2 separate regions of the Mus musculus genome follow, and region 2 is linked to region 1. A link is a contact called in public Hi-C data. All regions are on one chromosome and are shown on one strand. Each heading gives the region's core, a stretch centred on a gene start, on an enhancer-like site or on the middle of the called end of the contact. The rest is flanking DNA. Distances are from core to core; before and after follow the strand shown.

Region 1 (2,940 bases), core at 202-2,701:
CAGTCCGCAAGCAGGGCAGTATTTACAATACATGTATCTGTGTATCTGACAAATGACTCACACTTAAGAACACCCAGGACAGAGAGAGATAAACTTGTGCCTGAAGAAGAACAGCTCTCAGTATAGGATATAGATGTCTTACAGAGATCTATAAAGAAATGAGAATATAGAATGGGGCTTAGCTCACTGCAAATTACAGATACCACTCTGATGTTATGAGAAGCCAGGATGGCTAAAAAGGAAATAGTGAAAAATTCCAAGTGTGTGTGAGGATGTGGAAAAAAGTGGAATATTCACATGCTGCCAAGCAGGGGTAAAAGTTGGGGTGACTGCCATGGGAAACAGCTGATCCCGCAATGACCCAGCACTTCTCGGCATACAATTAGCAGAGATAGCCATAACTTTTACCAGACACATATATGTAGAATATTCTTAGTAACTCACTACCCAGATCTGCCCAGTGGTCATGGGTAGTAGAATGAAAGAGCAAATCACAGGCCACTCAGAACAGAGTGTCAACGATCAAAAGGCTCCCGAGACCACTGTTTTCTTCAGCCTCACTGGGAGGGGTGGGTGGTTCTCAGACATCAGAGTGAATGAAAGTGCCAGATACATGTGTGTGCCGTGTGCGATCTAGCCATGTAGATTTCAAACTCGGGCAAAGAAGGCTGTTGTGCTGGGAAGTGAGCTTATGGTTTGTTCTTGGTGTGTCCATGATAGGAAATGGGATCTAGGGGACTCCCTGGGGATTCTACTGCTTTCTTTGGATGCTTGGCTCTCAGGTAGGGAGAATGCAGTAGGTTTGTACTGGAAATCTGTATACGTTACTCTTTTGATGTGTTCCCTTTCTACTATAAGTAAGTTTGTAACCCAGTGCTCTATAGAAGACAGTATTTTCTGAGCTTTAGTAGAGACACAACACGGTACAAGCCCAGAGGGACTGGCCTTGCCGCCTGACTACCACCTTGTTTAGAAGGATATATTACTCCAGTACCCCTGACCAGACCACCAGCAGTCCCTATTGTTCAGTTTCCACTTCCAGCTCTAGGCAAAGCAAACAGAAGATGTATTTGAGGGGCTCTCTCTGTTTTTCAGAGTACCTTTCTTTTATGGTATCGGTGTAGTATGTACTGTCACACTACTCTCCCTGGCTTCTCTGTCTCCCTCAGAACAATTCTAGGAGGTTGCTGCATCCCTTTTCATGTGCTTAGATGAAGGAAGTGAAACTAGGGAAGGTTAGGGGCACTGGGGGCTGCCTATAGCTGGGCCAGTGCAGGCTGGGAGCCAGATTGAGGGCATTCGATTCCCAGTCCCTCTCTTTCCCACTGAGCCACTGAGCCACTCCGCCTCGCTTTTAATTTAATTAGGAGAACATTTAATCCCCCGTGCATTTCAGAGACGGGTTTGAGCCTGGCCGGGGCCTTGTGGGGCTCTGACAGGGATCCTGTGACTCATACAGCCTTGCACAGCCCTCCCGGGAGGGCTCTCATGGGGCTTCTTTGGCACCTTATGCAGACAGAGGTGGTCTGGATATTCACAGAAGACAGGACACTAGTCTGGAAAGACAAACTGGTCTCATCTGTTCTTGACAAGTCCCCTTCCCTATCCTCCTGGACACTGCCCCCAACATGGCCCCTCCATCTTCTCCCATCATCATTTGCAGGTTGAGAAGCCAAGTAAGAGAAATGGGTGCTCACTGAGGTACCACAGCAGGCCCTGATTGTCTCCAGGCCCTGAATATCCCAGGCAAAGCAGTCCCATCAGAAGAGCTAGCCCCCTAGTCCACTAATGCTCCCCTTCCAGAAGGCATAGGCTGGCCCCAGCCTCGCTGACAAACGCAGAATTCAGGAGACATTAGTAGTGATGTGGATGAAAGCCAGGCCACAGCGGGCCTCCCTGGAAAAGAGAAACTCGAACGTCTTGGCGTGAGATTCTGCAGGGTCCAGGAGAAAGTTGAAGACATGGAAATTCTAATTAACGCACGAGGGGCTGGTTTTGCTCAAAGATTTTTGAAGCTGTCATGTCAAAAGAGGCCCGGCAAGCACATGCTCGCCCGGGAGGTGCTTGTGGGCACCTGGTGGGATTCTTGCAATGTCCTAGCCTGTATTCTTACTTTCCCTCTGTCCTCTAGACTTTTCTCCACCCATCTTGGTAAACTGGTGGCCCCTGAATGTCATCCCAGAGTGGGATGGCAGGCTGGTTAGTAAATAAATGTTGAGGCTTCCAGTTGAAAATGTCACATCAAAAAAGTCTGAGGGCTCAGGAACCAACCTCTTGGAAGAAACCTTTAGGGAAACTACATGGCAGAGCCAGGCTGAGCTATAGGCTGCTGTGCTTGTGGTAGGCTTGGCATTTGGGGATGTTCATCTTAGATATCCTTGTGCAACGGATGGGGCAATGGTTCCAGACAAGTTCTGATTGATTCATCGGCTGGAGGGTGGGGTGAAGTGGCTGTAGGAGAAGCTCACTGAGGTCAAACCCAGACATGCTTCTTTAGCGTTGAGCTATAGGTGCTCATGTCCTGGGCCCTGTGTATGTCTCGGCATCTATGGGACGTACCTGGAGACCTTGCTTCATTTCAGGCAAGGCTAATGATGTGCTTTCTGTGTCAGAGTAGGACTGGCAATCTTAGGGTTCTTTCATCCTGGAGTTTTGGGGAGTGCTGGAAAAAGAGTGGCCATGAGCAGCCACAACACTCTGCTGCTTGCCTGACCCAGGCTAGAATCAGGGAGCTTTGATGATAGCCTCAAGATGATGTGAGAGGCATTCCTGGGGAAAGGGAGGACTGAGTAGACACTGGAAAGATGTGCAATTCTGATGGCTACAGGACCGACAAGGACATTCCAGCTGGTGGGATGCAAATGAGCCCTTGCCAGTTAATCCCAGTAAGCAGAATCCTGGAGACTTGCCCTATTAGTTGTAAAGATACTCCCCATCTCT
Region 2 (2,940 bases), core at 254-2,753, 200 kb before region 1:
GTCCTGTGACCAGGGTCTCTGAAGAGGCCCATGTGGCTTTGACACAGGGACAGAACAAAGCCCTGCCTCCTTCCTGCCCTGGGCTAGTGGATTTTAGCTTTTAGTGAATGAGGGGTTCATGAGGCCCCTTGAAAGCCCTCATTAGTTTTATTTTACTCAAGAAAATTACTGTGACATACCAATGCCCTGAGAGATTTGTAATATGGTGTACCGAGAAAAAGAAATCCTTACAGGTCACAGGCTCTGGTCTCTCCACCAGAGCAGCTTCCAAACCCCGTCTCTCACCTGTTCCAGGACAGTCTGGCCCCTGGCTTCAGGGTTTGACTTGACTCCCGGGTTGGCCCAACTTACCTAACCCTGTAAATAGGGTTCTGTCTCAAAAGTCTCACAGGCATCTCTGCTGGGAGCTGAGAGCTTGGGGCTCTGCAGGGCCTTTCAAGTATGTCCGGAAGTCCTGGTTCCCCAGGGCGGGGGGAGGGGGCCAGCTCCTGGCACATGCCTGAGTCACCTTCTCGACTCCCTGCCCTAAATAATGAACTCCTTTTGGCGGCGGTAGCGGAGGCAGCAGGGGCGGGGGGCGGGGGGGGGGCTCTGTCAGGCCATGTCGGGTGTGTTTGTGTGAGTATTCAGGGCCCCACCAAGAGGCACTGCTGTGGAGGAGGGGTCATTCTCTCTTTTCTAGCATAACTACTTCCAGCCAACTAAGGTAGGCAGAACTGGGGGTCGAATATGGCCTGACCCAAACCTAAGGTCCTAGGCATCTATCAGTGATGTAGGTACAGGCTAGGATGGGCCCAACTTGTGTCTCATCTCCCGGGTAGGTGGGCCTATTATAGACCAGGCTACAGATCTTTTAGATCTCTACAGTATTGTTCCTCAGGAAAAGAATGGATGTGACCCCTGTCTCTAACTCCGTGATAGAGGGTCTTAGGGCCAGCAGGTGTGCAGATGCCTCGAAGGCAGATACTTAGGCCTGGGTGTAGAGGGTGGATCCAGCCACGGTACTGCCAGGACCAGGACCCAGCTGGTAGTAGTAGGTTAAAGCCCTAATCAGTTGGTGCAGTCCTAGGGCTAGCGCGGGCTGCGGGGACCGAGGGACCTTCACCGACGTCGGCATCGCCGAGGGGCTGTGCCCAGCTCCATGGTCCGAGGGGGCGCGCGCGTCGCGGCTGCGCGAGCCCCCGCCTGCAGACAAAGGAGCCCGCGGGGGGCGGGGGGGGGGATGGGGCGAGGGGGAGGGGCGTCGCGGTGTCACGTTACCGCCCGCAGAGCTCTTTAACTCGAGCCCCGCCCCTTGTCCCGCGCAGCCCGCTCGCCGTGCGGCCGCCAATCAGCGCCCGCCCGTCACCCGCCCCGCCCGGCCCCGGGGGTGTGTGCGCGCAGCCAATGAGCGTGGCGCGGGGGCAGGGCCTCTGTGGGCGGGGCGGGCTGCACCCTCCAATCGCCGCGGTGTTGTTGAAACTGAAAATACTACATTATGCTAATCGTGAGGAGGCCCGCGCGCGCGGGGGTGGGGCCAGCGCGTATAAAGGGGCGCAGCGGGCTGGGCGTTCCACAGGCCGAGTGCGCTGTGCTCGAGGGGTGCCGGCTAGGCCCGACTGAGAGCAAGCGAACAGGCAGGCAAGCTCCGAGGGGGCGCGGCCCAAGCTGGACAGGACAAGCGATCCAGACGCAGGAGCCGTCCATCACCAATCAGCCAGGTAGCCGCTGCGTCCTTAGGCAGAGGCGGACGCGGGCTGTGCAAGGGGTCTCACCCACGCCCAGCCTCCGCCCTCCTCCTCTCCCCTCTTCCTTCTCCTCCCGTTCCCTTCTTTCTCGCTGCCCGCGTTTGCACAGCCTTCGACCATGGGCATGTCCGACGTGTACCTCCGCAGCAGAACAGCGATGGAACGCTTGGCCTCCAGCGATACCTTCCCAGTGATAGCGCGTAGCAGCGCCTGCCGCAGCCTCTTCGGGCCTGTAGACCACGAGGAGCTGGGCCGCGAGCTGCGGATGCGCCTGGCCGAGCTGAACGCCGAGGACCAGAACCGCTGGGACTTCAACTTCCAGCAGGATGTGCCTCTTCGAGGCCCTGGTCGTCTGCAGTGGATGGAGGTGGACAGCGAGTCTGTGCCCGCCTTCTACCGCGAGACGGTGCAGGTGGGGCGCTGTCGCCTGCAGCTGGGGCCCCGGCCACCCCCGGTGGCCGTGGCTGTCATCCCGCGTTCTGGGCCGCCGGCTGGCGAGGCCCCCGACGGCCTAGAGGAGGCGCCTGAGCAGCCGCCCAGCGCCCCAGCCTCGGCCGTGGTCGCGGAGCCCACCCCACCCGCGACCCCGGCCCCGGCTTCAGATCTGACCTCAGACCCAATTCCGGAGGTGACCCTGGTCGCGACCTCCGACCCGACTCCGGACCCGATCCCGGACGCGAACCCGGACGTGGCGACTCGGGACGGCGAGGAACAGGTCCCTGAGCAGGTCTCTGAGCAGGGCGAGGAGTCGGGTGCTGAGCCGGGTGATGAGCTGGGAACTGAGCCGGTCTCTGAGCAGGGCGAGGAGCAGGGCGCAGAGCCGGTCGAGGAGAAGGACGAGGAGCCGGAGGAGGAGCAGGGCGCGGAGCCGGTCGAGGAGCAGGGTGCGGAGCCGGTCGAGGAGCAGAATGGGGAGCCGGTCGAGGAGCAGGACGAGAATCAAGAGCAGCGCGGCCAGGAGCTGAAGGACCAGCCTCTCTCGGGGATTCCAGGACGTCCTGCACCCGGGACTGCTGCGGCCAATGCGAACGGTGCGATCAAGAAGCTGTCGGGGCCTCTCATCTCCGGTGAGCCCCGCACGGCCCCGCCCCGGCCCGGCCTCGCTTTGTCCGGCCGGCCGGGCTCTCCCTCGCCCTCGGGGGCCTCGCCCGGTCCCCGCCTCCTCCCGTGGCATTAAAGGGCCCGCGGCGCTTAGGGCGCGGTTGCGCCCGCA

What was found. Hi-C and Micro-C count contacts between places; a contact is called where the count stands out from the background.
Region 2: a Hi-C map of the N1E-115 cell line shows a contact between it and region 1, with 17 times the contacts expected there. The contact joins the promoter of Cdkn1c here to the enhancer-like site in region 1. A contact is called at or near these places in 6 of 39 promoter capture datasets (embryonic stem cells, epiblast stem cells, hippocampal neurons and 3 more), 16 of 484 Hi-C or Micro-C datasets (ECoMG-derived neutrophils, the G1E-ER4 cell line, the HL-1 cell line and 12 more), 19 of 115 datasets of contacts at active chromatin or transcription factors (bone marrow-derived macrophages, cardiomyocytes, craniofacial prominence and 10 more) and 5 of 9 other capture datasets (adipose tissue, embryonic stem cells, liver and 2 more).

Annotation. Positions count from the first base shown.
Region 1 is chr7:143,264,527-143,267,466 of GRCm38.p6, reverse strand. All of the region lies in intron 11 of Kcnq1 (potassium voltage-gated channel, subfamily Q, member 1), which reads right to left. Kcnq1ot1 (KCNQ1 overlapping transcript 1) reads left to right here. Exons shown (of 1, transcript NR_001461.5): 1 at 1-2,940. Among named protein-coding and RNA genes, the nearest start is that of Kcnq1ot1, 31 kb to the left of the region's middle. Within about 2 kb of position 1,451, at least 8 of the 459 cell types and tissues checked have an H3K27ac peak or open chromatin away from gene starts, as enhancers often do. A contact at or near this core is called in the N1E-115 cell line, where this site is marked.
Region 2 is chr7:143,459,613-143,462,552 of GRCm38.p6, reverse strand. It overlaps Cdkn1c (cyclin-dependent kinase inhibitor 1C (P57)), which reads left to right and starts at 1,503. Exons shown (of 4, transcript NM_001161624.1): 1 at 1,503-1,700; 2 at 1,837-2,758. The coding sequence starts at 1,846.